2 separate regions of the Danio rerio genome follow, and region 1 is linked to region 2. Evidence: chromatin contacts called from public Micro-C data. All regions are on one chromosome and are shown on one strand. Each heading gives the region's core, a stretch centred on a gene start, on an enhancer-like site or on the middle of the called end of the contact. The rest is flanking DNA. Distances are from core to core; before and after follow the strand shown. Region 1 holds the start of phlpp2 (PH domain and leucine rich repeat protein phosphatase 2). Region 2 holds the start of usp10 (ubiquitin specific peptidase 10).

Region 1 (7,161 bases), core at 1,435-3,934, 120 kb after region 2:
CTTTTGATCGTTTTGGAAGGGCATTTTCTATCCAAGACTAAAAAGGGCATGTGCACTGCACAGGTTGAGCCCTGTGTGTGCACGTGCCTGCAAGTTGGGGAATACGACTAATAGCAGTCATGGGGACTGCAGAAACACAGCACACTGTTCAGATTGATGCAGACATTGACTTGTACCGCAAAGAGACCTCTATCTCACTCATGGTTTGTCTTCTCAAGTGGGGGAAAGACAATGCACAACGTTACCCACTGCTGTCAACCTGGGCCAAGTCATATCTCTGTCCCAGAAACCTCAGTCCCAAATGAGAGGGTTTTTTTCTGTTGCAGGGGACATTGTAAATACCCAGAGATACCAGGTATTACCAGATTATATTTATATGATAATTTTCCTTTAAACCCATCTCTATCTAAGTGAGTGAGTGATTAAATGTTGAATGTGATGAGTTTTCAACAATACTAAATTGAAACTTTATTTTTTTACATGGTTTAATAATTTTTTGTTATTAAAATTGAAGTTCCTGTTTCAAAGCTTACAGATAGATGGCTAATTTGTATGTCATAGACAATTTTGGCAATTTTTTGGAGTATTTTCAAAAGTTTTGTTTTTCCTGTAAATGATTCAATAAATACCGTACCGTGACATTCATACCGAGGTATTACCGTACCGTGAAATTCTGATACCGTTACATCCCTAGTGTAGAATGTTGAGGAAATAAATTAATTTAATCCATTGTGGAATAAGGCTGTAAACATAAACAATGTGGAAGCAGTGAAGCGCTATGAATACTTACAGGATGCACTGTATATAAATTGCGGATATGGACAATTTTACCAGATAGCTTTGTTTCCAAACAGATCTGTTTGGAAAGAACTCAGTAAGATTAATTTGGATGATTCTGTAAAGGAGGGAATCATGCATAAAATAAAATAGACAAAATAAAAGCACTGATAAATGTGAAATAGACAGTGCGTTGTGCTTTTTTGGGGAATCTAACAATATTCAAACACTTGTGTAGTCTTCATTGTAAAAATAATTTATTTAAAAAGTACACAAATGGTAAATTTATCATGCCTGAATGCTTACACCAGGGTCGTCCTGCACAGTTTAGCTCCAACTTCCTTTAACACACCTGCCTGAAAGTTTCTAGCATACCTAGAAAGAGTTTGATTAGCTGTGTCAGGATCATTTAATTGGGGTTGGAACTAAAATATGCACGACACTGGCAATGCAGGACCGAGTTTGGACACCCCTGGCTTACACAGTCACAGGCCCTAAAAACACATACAAATAATAAACTTTCACTCAGTTACGGTAACACTCTGCACTGATTCCACAAATTACATCTGAAATATTTCTCCTGGACAACTACTTGCAGCATAAACTCAACGTTGCACGTCCTGCGAGGTGACTATTGCAGATGCGCACATTGCGATATCGATGCTGAACCAATATATCGTGCAGCACTACATGTTAACCCAGCTTGCCATACTTCATCACATTTAAAAGCATTACTATATTACTTACAGTATTTTTGATAACATAACAATCAGAAAAACAGAAGACTACAAACAATGTCCAATTTTTATCCAAAATTGCATTTCCAAAAGCATCCAGAATGCACCCTACATGAACATCCCCTTAAAAGTAATCACACTAAACAATTCTCCTCCGAGATAATAAACTAATGAGGAGAAGGGATACCATATAAATTGAGATGACATTACTGATATGGGCCATTCATTATCAACTGGCTGCGTCACAAATCCTAGTAAGCCACCTACATAACAGCACCAAGTGCCATATGTAGGCTACTGACCGAATGTGCTGTCTATGTAGGGTGCTCCCTAGATTTCGAGACACACGTGTGGAAGTTTTAAACAGATAAGAGGACTCACACATACTTGTTAATTATAATTCATTATTATTATATTATATTTTATTTATTTATTTTAGCTTTTATCGCCCTAGCCTTATAATATTAATATCATATTTGATCAATTGTGTTGTATCTCTAGTCTAAAGAATGCTAAATAAATAAAATAATCCTATTTGAAAGCTATTTAATACAACCAAAATACATATTAGTCTTTAACCAATACATGCTAGCATCCTACAGCTGTCTGTGTAGACTAGTATGCTAACTTATTTGTTTAAAGTATAATACAAATAAAATACTACATAGCAATCTTTTTAACCAATACACGTTAGTGCAGCTGTCTGTGTAGGGTGCTCGCTAGGATTTGAGACACGGCGGCGGCGTGTGGAAGTGTTAAACAGATAATTGCTGATGCAGTTCACGGATTCACACACGTACTTTGGCCCTGTCGTTTAACAGCAACACTGCGAGCTAAACAGAGCCGGATCTGGTACCTTTAAAACGCGTATTCCGGTTCCCGCTCGGGCTGTCGGTGCGGCGGCTCGGTCAGATCCAGCTCCGTGCAGCACCGGGTTCAGCGCCGCTCCGCTGCCCGCCCGGCCGTCCTCCACATCGGCTGCATTTCTCCGCTCCGTGTCGGCACTCGGGAGCGACCGCGCGGTGCTTTTCTCGTCCTTCATTTCGCCTACATTTGACGTCTCTCAGCACAGAAATCCAGATGTATGATAGCGAGCGGCGAGGGATAAATTCCAGTACAGGAGGCGGTGGAAAAAGCCCATCCTGATTTGATGAGACGCCATAGTGAGACTGAAGGCTCACGGCTGTCAAACAAACTCAATCAATAAACATGAGGGGGGCGGCGCTACTTATTATTCATAGAACACCGCCCATTGATGTGCTTCCGGTGATTAATTATTCATGAGGATCCTTAAAGGAGAAGTTCAACAGAAAACGGAGATTTACTGTTAAATTAAATTAAACTAATGTAATGTTGTTGTTGTTTTTCTCATTTATTTATGCTGTTGAGTTGCATTATGGGATCTTAATCTTTCCTTTAACAACTTTTGATGTTGAAAAGTTTAAAAAAGTGACTTTTATTAACATTTTTAATAGTAAGCGATGAATTGATTGGGTCGGCGCTACTTAATATTCATAGAACACGCACATTGATGTGCTTCCGGTGATGAATTATTCATGAGGATACTTAAAAGGGTTGTTCAGCCAAATAACAGAGATTTACTTTTAATTTACTCACCATCAGTACAGTTTGTTGTTTTGTCTTCATTTATTCATGCTTTTGAGTTGCATTATGGGATCTTGATCTTTCATTCAACAACTTTTGATGTTGAAAAGTTTAAAAAAGTGACTTTTATTAACATTTTTAATAGTAAGGATAAATTGATTGGGTCGGCGCTACTTAATATTCATAGAACACGCACATTGATGTGCTTCCGGTGATGAATTATTCATGAGGATACTTAAAAGGGTTGTTCAGCCAAATAACAGAGATTTACTTTTAATTTACTCACCATCAGTACAGTTTGTTGTTTTGTCTTCATTTATTCATGCTTTTGAGTTGCATTATGGGATCTTGATCTTTCATTCAACAACTTTTGATGTTGAAAGTTTGGAAAAGGAGACTTTTAATAACATTTTTTTATAGTTTGAGCGATAAATTGTTTGGGATAGCACAATTTAATATTCATAGAACACACCAACTGATGTGCTTACGGTGATGAATCATTCATGAGGATGCCTAAAGGGGTATTTCAGCCAAATAATGGAGATTTACCGTTCATTTACTCACCTTCAGTACACTGTAAACATCCATAAATCAACTAATTAGTAAACTAATGTAATGTTTTTGTTGTTTTGTCTTTATTTTATTTATGTTTTTGAGTTTCATTAAGGGATCTTGATCTTTCCTCCAACAGCGTTTGATGTTGAAAAGTTTGAAAAAGTGACCTTTATAGACATTTGTTTTACTTTAAGGGTGATAAATTGATTGGGTTGGCGCTATTTAATATTCATAGAACACACCAACTGATGAATTATTCATGAGGATGCTTAAAGGGTAGTTCAGCCAAATAACAGAGATTTACTGCTAATTTACTCACCATCAGTACACTGTAAACATTTGTAAATCAACTAACTAGTAAAGTAATGTAATATTTTTATTTATTTATGCTTTTGAGTTGCATTATGGGATCTTGATCTTTCCTCCAGCAACTTTTGATGTCGAAAAGTTTGTAAAAAGTGACTTTTATTGACATTTGTAATAGTTTGAGTGATAAACTGATTGGGTTGGCACTACTTATTGTTCATAGGACACACCTATTGATGTGCTTCCAGTGATTAATTATTGAGAATCCTTAAAGGGCTGGTTCATCAGATGAGATTTACTGTTAATTTACTCACCCTCAGTACACTGTAAACTTCCATAAATCAACTAATTAGTAAACTAATGTAATGTTTTTTATTTATTTATGTTTTTGAGTTGCATTATGGGATCTTTATCTTTCCTCCAGCAACTTTTGATGTTGAAACATTTTAAAAAGTGACTTTTATTGACATTTTTAATAGTTTGAATTGATAAATTGCTTGAGTTTGGCGCTACTTATTATTCATAGACCAATGCCAATCACTGAGCTCCGGTGTTGAATTATTCGTGAGGATGCTTAAAGGGATAGTTCAGCAGATAACAGAGATTTACTGTTAATTTACTCACCATCAGTACACTGTACACTTCGGTAAATCAACTAATTAGTTAACTAATGTTATGTTTTTTATTTATTTATGCTTTTGAGTTGCATTATAGGATCTTGATCTTTTTGACATTTTTAATAGTTTAAAACAATAAATTGTTTGTGTTTGGCACTACTTAATATTCATAGACCATTGCCAATCGTGCTTCAGGTGATGAATTATTCATGAGGATAATTAAAGGAGTAGTTTAACCAAATAACAAAGATTTACTGCTAATTTACTCACCATCGGTACACTGTAAACTTCCGTAAATCAACTAACTAGGAAAATAATGTAATAATTATTGTAATGTAATAATAATGTAAAAATGATAATGTAATTTTTATTTATGCTTTTGAGTTGCATTATGGGATCTTGATCTTTCCTCCAGCAACATTTGATGTTGTAAAGTTTGGAAAAAGTGACTTTTATTGACAGTTTTAATAGTTTAAGGGTGATAAATTGATTGGGTTGGCGCTACTTATTATTCATAGACCATTGCCAATCACTGTGCTTCGTGTGATGAATTATTCATGAGGATCTTTAAAGGGCTGGTTCAGCAGATAACAGAGATTTACTGTTAATTTACTCACCCTCGGTATACTGTAAACTAATTTCTTGTTTCTTTTTCATTTATTTATGCTTTTGACTTGTATTATGGGTGTTTGATCTTTCCTCCAGCAACTTTTGATGTTGAAAAAGAAAAAAACAAAATCTGTAAATTACCAGAAAATGTTAATTTTGGGGTGAACCGTCCCTTTAAGAATCAATATGCTGAATCATATTAAACTGGTTGGCAGCCACAATTTATTACAAATCACATTTTGTCCACAAATCAACACAGGTTGAGCATTAAAGCCCGAAGCTGAGAGCATTTTTATTTTTGTATTGTGACACAGTTCATGAGATAACAATGGGCGTGGCTTGTTTTTTCTACTGCGAGCTGATTGGATGTAAAGTAGGCATTTCATTCTGAACCACCAAATGGTTTTAGAAGAATTACAACCTAACAGACTCCTCCTCCTCCTCCTCACCATTTCTGTTTGTTGTCAAAACTGAGAGTTGGAGGGGGCGTGGTTAAGTATGTTAGCCACGCCCAATACCTCAGACAGACGTAATCTGAGAACTTAACTGAAAACAAACAGGAAGTGCATTTGCAGATTTCAATTATAGATTACAACGATAAACGGTTTTGTTTCTTAATGACATGCACAGATGAACTGTTCACAAAACTAGCAATGTGCGCTAACACAATCAATATGGCTAGTTTTGATTTCACTTGTACTTTACCAGACCCTGCAGAACATGAAAAGCCAAAAAAAAAAAAGATTTGCTTCATGTAATCAATATTTCTTTAGTCCCTATTGTGAGGATCCTGATTAAAAACAGAGAACGACACACACGTCCTTCATCAGCCGCTATTGTTATGAGCCTCGGGTCTGTAAATGTAGTGTGATTTGCAGTCATTCGCTCTTATCAGGAATCACTGACCTCTGTCATCTTAACCTTAATGATTAGCTTTCCTTGCGTAACGTGTTAAACTTTAAACTCCACATACATTTTAACGGGATGCCATAAATCAACACATATCGAGAGATTATTGCGTGACGTTTCGGGGATGAGGTCTGTAGCCAACTTATTGTAAAAATGAAGACTGTTTGGATTTCATAATCAATTACATGAAACTGGACTGAGGAGTTTATGAGTGTTTCTTCCACTGATAGGATTTTAATATCTCCAGGATTGACATCTACACTGTAAAATATGTATTATTATTTCCTTTAGACCTTTAACCTGTTGTAAATTGGGACATTTAAGTTGATTTAAATATTTTTTTTTATAATTATGCAAGTTCTTATGATCGTTTAAATAGAAATTAAGACAATGGGTTTACTCACTTTTTAAAGTAACGTCAACTAATCGTTTGTTTTACAGTGTAATAAACCTAATAATAAATTCTAGATGTTTATTGATGTGGAAGACACATTTTTAAAATAAGAATATACAGTATATGTGTGTTTATATATATATATATATATATATATATATATATATATATATATATATATATATATATATATATATATATATATATATATATATATATGTACACACACATACTGGCCGTTTTATTAGGTACACCTGTCCAACTGCTTGTTAAAAAAGGTGATTTAAGTGACTTTGAACCTAACATGGTTGTTGGTGCCAGACGGGCTGATCTGAGTATTTCAGAAACTGCTGATCTACTGGGATTTTCACACGCAACCATCTCTAGGGTTTACAGAGAAGGGTCCAAAAAAAAAAGAGGAAATATCCAGTGAGCTGCAGTTCTGTGGGCGCAAATGCCTTGATGATGCCAGAGATCAGAGGAGAATGGCCAGTCTGGTTCCAGCTTATAGAAAGGCAACAGTACCTGAAATAAGCACTCAATAAAACCAAGGTCTGCAGAAGAGCATCTCTGAACACACAACACGTCCAACAATGAGGCAGATGAGCTACAGCAGCAGAAGACCACACTGGTTGCCACTCCTGTCAGCTAA
Region 2 (6,705 bases), core at 887-3,386:
ATCTGTGTTTTAGAAACTAACAAATAGAGCAAACGTCAATGATTTGTTTTAATTACTTAGCCATACATGTTTACTGCTCCAAAATGATTCTTAAAATCATTGTCATTGTGGAAAAGTGTTGTTTTTTACCAAGACATTTAAAAAAAAGAACTCATTTGAGAGCAGCAATCGCAATAGTGAGATACCGTGAACCTGTGATATTTTTACCCAAGTTTATACCGGCCCATGCCTATCCTTTATTATACTTTATTTTTGAGCACACTGGGAGTCTTAAATAGACAGGGTCATTCAAATTTTGTATACATTAAACATTAAAACACTACATCTCCTGTCCCAATCCAATGTGTTTATGCAGGAAACGAATGCATAAAAAAATTCAATAAAAAAAAAAATCTACAGAAGATCCAAGTTGCATGCAAAAAAAGTAGTTGCATCATTAAGTGTTTAATAGTTATTAAAAGTATTCAAAAGATACAAATGTGTATTTACTACATATGTGAAAATATTGAAGTGTTTGCCTTTTTAATCATAAAGTAAATGCTGTTTACATCAACAGTTCTGTCTAATAATCAAAATTTAATGAGTAAAGAAATAAATGACGCTGAGGCACCGGTGTTCAGATGCTGTCAAAACTAAACACTTTCCATAAGGTGTTGTTCCATGTCAATCAGCATTGCCAGAATAATTACTTACAACAATCCTAACAAAACTGTAGTACTAATAAACAGGTATTATTAAAAACAACGCAAGGTGACAAATGCACGTCACACAATTCAAAGTTTACATGCATAAATGACATGTGCAACTTACTTTGACAGGACCTTGTGCTTTATGTGTCTAAACTGCCTACAGTCAGAGACCTTTTATTAAGCAGAATGACCCATAACTTTACACATTTAATACACTAACCACATTTCAGCCATATGGCATCAATGCAACAGTGCTAAAAGCCGTCCAACTTTATGAAAGTAGCACATTTAAATATCACACGTCATTAATAAATACAAATACCAGCCCTATGCATCGCATTAAACGCGATCGGGATGCATTTGATTATTCAAGACTTCACGTTTACTGACAGCACAGTGGAGACGCTACAGTTCAGCATGTGGCTAGCAGTCAGAGCTACAATGATGTAGCATCTTCACCACGGCGCCTCGTTCAAAGTTAGCTGACTTCAAAACCAGTCTAAAGACACTAAAAACACAGCCTGGTGGTGACGAGCTGTCACTAGAAATATAATGGATGCGATGTGATCAAGAAACAAACGTAAAAGTCAAACGCAAGAGTTTGAATGGGATTGAAGACAGGAAGCGATACCGCCCCCAATCAACAGGCCTATTTCACTACATTAGCAGCACGACACGACTCTATTTCAACTTGCTTGAACTGAAGACACTCCGCGGAAACACTTAACACTTTCTTACTGTATTCGGTGGAGTGTGCCACACAGGCGGTATCCGACAGAAATGTCGCCGAAACGCGGTGTGTTCAGTGCAAGATCGCGTCCGCCTGCTAATGACCGTTATTAACCGAGCACGCGCGCGTGGCCAGGCCGCTGCAGCAGCGTGAGCGGGAGGGCCAAACACAAACTCATGGCCGAAAAACACACACTCAGCGCTATGCCACACACACAGCCTCATGACAGCTGTAAATCACCCGTAAACCTTTATTATAATGGCCGCCTGAATGTGAGCTAGCAGACGGAATGCTAGTGGTTTTGAATAAGCGCGTGAAGGCTGTGGGCCTGCAGCCATGCTGCCGATTCAATGAGCTCGCACGCACAGTCCAACAGAAAGTACAGCACAAAGCAAAACAAACAATCTCTACGATATTAAACTGTAAATGAAAGCTTCAAAACGGTTTCCGTACCTGGTTACTTTGCGAAGCCATGCTCCCGGTGAGATTTCTCCACAATCACAAGATGAATGTTCTCTCGGGGGGGTAGGGGGGTAAGGTGAGTTTGTAGTACTTGGTATTACCAGTAAACACCTACTGTGACATGGTCTCCATTTTGCTATGGTTTGTCATACAGTGGTTTTACTCAGGTTTAGTGCCACTACTCCAGCATATCACGCCGTTTCCCCCACCGTCGCCGCCATCTTTATCTCGCGCCTGTGTGCTGCCAGTGGCGCTCGCGCGCGCTCCCTTCTCAAGCCTGATTTATACTTCTGCGTCAGGTGACCGGCGTAACCCACGGCGCAGGCAACGCGCGTGGCTGTGCATTTATACTTCTGCGCGCTGTCTCTGCCGGTCTGCATTAACACTTCCGAAACGCTAGTTGGCAGTGAGGTGTAAATGTTCCTCTGTGTCAAGTTTCTTCGCTACTTTTTTGCATTTCCTGAACACTTCCGGGATGTACAAGTGGCTCAAACTCGCTCATTTTGAGGCAGGAACCGGCGGACGTGCAACAACTTTAACTATGAGGTAAACACAAAACAAAACTTTCCATCCGGAGCTCCTTCACGGGACTCCACACTTGTAAACAATCGCTCGCGCGGCGTCGCGCCATTCGCGCGCCTCTCGGTCCCGCCCAGACTCGTCAGCGCTACCAAGCCGACCAATCACAGAGCTTATGCTACGCGTCGTTGCGACGTGTAGTTACATTTTTTGAGAGGTGCACGTCAGTGACGGCGATGGCCACGGCGAAGGGCTATGCGTCAGCGCCGTAGCATACGCCGGTGTTTGACGCAGAAGTATAAATCAGGCTTCAACGGGCTCGTGTGCGTGCGTTGACGTTCTGCCGGGAGGGTGGGCGCGCCAAAATGACGTGCAAATTCAAACTTGCACTAGGATGCTGAGCATATTTAATATTTAATAAATATTACTTAATAATATCATTAATATTAATTATCATTAATATCATTAATATCATTAATATTTAATAAATATTTAATATCATTAATATATTAATATATATTAATATCATTAATATATTAATATATATTAATATCATTAATATTTAATAAATATTTAATAAATATTACTTAATAATATCATTTTCTAATTAAGTTTTATATATCGTAGCAATAAAATAAAAAAGGAAACAGTAGATAAACAAGTACCAAGTTCAACCAAAACAGGAAATTCTTCCGTCACTTATTCACCCTTCACTTCTTCCAAACCTGTTTGACTTTCTTTCCTCTGTTGAACACAAAAGATATTTTTAAAATAAACTCTGTTAGCTTGTACTTATTGACTCCCATAGTATTTTAGAATAGTATTTATCCTACTATGAAAGTTAATTGGTACAAGCTACCAAGATTTTTACATATACCATGTTCAGCAGCGTATATAAGTACACCCCTCACAAATCTATCTTTTAAATGCATATTTTTAATAAGAAGCTATACAATATATTTGTGCATATACATTAGATTGGTCAGTACTGAAACCAAAAATGGAGCTTATCTAACAAAATAACTTACGATAATGGTCCAAAAACTAGTACAGCCAAATTTATGTTATAGAAAAATGTTAATTATAAATAAAATAAAAAGGAAAAATTAAGAGAAGCAAAAAACTGGAAAAATTTAGTGTGATTTAGTTTGTAATTTATTTTGCAATATTTTGCTTAAATTTTTAATTATATTATCTTTCGATTTCTAAATATGTTTGGTGACTAAAATATTATTTTAATAAATATATCTGTTTAATAAATCTATTTAGCTTAAATGCACCAAAATACATTGTTTTTTTAATGGTTCTACTTAATTATGCTGAGCGCTGCACAAGAAACATTAAAACATACTAAATTGTAAGGAGGACAAAGGAGGATAGGGCAGAGATGAACAAAATATTACAAAATGATGCATAAATTAAAAATAAAATTTTATGTTTAATTACAGGGGTCAAAAAATCAACAAAAAAGTGTCAATTACAGCGTAAATTACTTCCAATGAATTTAGCAAGGGGCTGCACGGTGGCGCAGTGGGTAGCATGCTCACCTCACAGCAAGAAGGTTGCTGGTTCAAGCCTTGGCTGGGTCAGTTGGCATTTCTGTGTGGAGTTTGCATGTTCTCCCCGTGTTGGCGTGAGTTTTCCCTGGGTGCTCCGGTTTCCCCCACAGTCCAAATACATGCACTATTGGTGAATTGATTAAACTAAATTTGTTGTTGTTGTTGTTGTGTGTGAATGTGAGAGGTTATGGGTGTTTCCCAGTACTGGTTTGTAGGTGGAAGGGCATTGGCTGTGTAAAACATATGCTGTATAAGTTGACAGTTCATTCCGCTGTGGTGACCCCTGATAAATAAAGGGACTAAGCCGAAGGAAATTAAGGAATTTAGCAAGACCATAAAGTTCGGGTTTTGTTTGTAGACGTGCAAGATAATTGCCATTTGAAGTAACTTCCTTTACTGTTTATTGTATTAGGTGTATGGCTAACCTGTAGTGCACATATTGATTAGGTTTACATGTTGCCAATATTATAATAAGTCTATGGATATTGGACAAACAAATTTAAAAGTCACTGTAAGTGTAAAGTATAGTCATTTTTCCATCTGGATATATGCAAAGGTGTTTCGCACAGATCTTTTTGAGAATTTTTATTATTGTTGTTGTTGTTGTTGTTGTTGCTGTTGTTTGTTTGTTTATTTGTTTTTATTGTCCATAAGATTATTTTCAGTAACATGAACTTGCATGTTAAAATGTGTTTGTTTTTTAACCAGTTCATTTAAACTACTTATTTTCTTACTTAACTTAAGAAAACTAATGAGAATTATATATTATATTATATTATATTATATTATATTATATTATATTATATTATATTATATTATATTATATTATATTATATCAATATGTTATTATATATTATTATATATTATTATATTATATATTATTATATTATATTATATTATATTATATTATATTATATTATATTATATTATATTATATTATATTATATTATATCATTATGTTATTATATGTTATTATATTATATTATTATATGTTATTATATATCAATTTATTATATTATTATGTTCTTATTTGTTATATTATATTATATTATATTATATTATATTATATTATATTATATTATATTATATTATATTATATTATTATATGTTATTATATATCATTATATCATTATATTATATTATTATGTTCTTATTTATTATATTATATTATATTATATTATATTATATTATATTATATTATATTATATTATATTATATTATATTATATTATATTATATTATATTATATTATATTATACAAAAAAACTTTTGTTTTGGATCGCATATGTAATGGCGTAGCGTGATGACGCATAAAGTGAGGCGGAGTCAGTCAGACAGGTTTCACAGGTGTGTCGCTCCGCAAAACACCAGAAAGCAGGACGAAACTCAGACAAATCTCTGCTTATTTCGGTCTTTTTTGATAAAAGGTAGGCTCAGAGTCAACACTCTGGTTTAATTCCGAGGTACTTGTAATATCTTCTCCACCTAAAGCTGTTTGTTTTGATAATTTGATTGAGAAATGTGCAAATATGGAGCGACTAACAAATAAAACGTTCAACTTACAACATAAACACCGTCACACTATTTAAGCAAAATTATAAATAATCTTAATAACATACATAAGTAATAAATACACTCAATCACAACAGTTTATTGATAACGAAACGCCATGCCACAATGGTTTCGGGAACTTTTTGTGTATTCACGTGAACGTGCATTTGAGATGTAAATACGCATTTCCTCGTTATTTTTTAGGCGATGGCAGGCTCAAACAGACATCATCACACAAGGGACAGAGACAGAAGAGATGATCACAGACACGACAGGAGATACAGAGAGGACAGGGGGACACCAGATGGAGAAGACAGATCACGAAACCACCGAGATAAACAGAGATACACTGACCCCCAGAGGGACCCCCGGGTGTATGAGGACACCCGATACCACAGTCAGGCCGCGTAAGCAGTGGTTTGAGGTTTATTTTTTGTTTATGAACCCGCATGGATCAGAACTCAAGCTTTTCTATGACTTGATTGTATTGAGGTAAAATTGGTTTTATATTCGCGCAATAGTTCAGTGCGACATTCATCTAAAACGCTTAACGTAAAAAAGCTTAACGTGGATAAATGTATTTAGAAATTAACATGATAAACCTTTTTCCTGGATAATATAATTTTACAAAAAATATTCTTTGCAAATTCTAGATAGTAAAATCATATTAGCAGCAAATGACTATTAAGCATTGTTTACAGTCAAATCAATTGTGCTAATGTTGTAAAGGCATGCTTACATGCAGGGGTGGACTTAGTGATTTGGGGGCCCTAAGGGCACCTATTCCAGGTATGAGACCCTAGAATTATATATATATATATATATATATATATATATATATATATATATATATATATATATATATATATATATATATATAAAGAGTTCAGATGCAAAAACCTTAAATGCCATCTGAAATTTTCTTCTATTATTACCATTTTTCTCAGGCTCCTATGTCTTGATGCAGTCATTTTACTTTTATGGTAAATAACAGGTTATTTTATTCAATTTTAACATGAAATAACTAAACATAAACATAAGAGGCTGAGAAAAATGCTCATTGTTGAAAAAAAAATCTAGATGGCACTTGGAGGGTTTTGCATCCGATTATATTTATATATATATATATATATATATATATATATATATATATATATATATATATATATATATATATTAAAGGTTGGCATAGATTT

Evidence for each region. A called contact is a pair of places that touch in the nucleus more often than the background predicts.
Region 1: a Micro-C map of caudal fin shows a contact between it and region 2, with 4 times the contacts expected there. The contact joins the promoter of phlpp2 here to the promoter of usp10 in region 2. A contact is called at or near these places in 2 of 18 Hi-C or Micro-C datasets (caudal fin and hematopoietic stem cells) and 1 of 4 datasets of contacts at active chromatin or transcription factors (gastrula embryo).

Annotation. Positions count from the first base shown.
Region 1 is chr7:74,800,154-74,807,314 of GRCz12tu, forward strand. phlpp2 (PH domain and leucine rich repeat protein phosphatase 2) reads right to left here and starts at 2,685. Exons shown (of 19, transcript XM_073907553.1): 1 at 2,371-2,685. The coding sequence starts at 2,556.
Region 2 is chr7:74,678,311-74,685,015 of GRCz12tu, forward strand. It overlaps usp10 (ubiquitin specific peptidase 10), which reads right to left and starts at 2,137. Exons shown (of 15, transcript XM_680529.11): 1 at 1,873-2,137. The coding sequence starts at 1,893. marveld3 (MARVEL domain containing 3) reads left to right here and starts at 5,269. Exons shown (of 4, transcript NM_200529.1): 1 at 5,269-5,385; 2 at 5,714-5,916. The coding sequence starts at 5,717.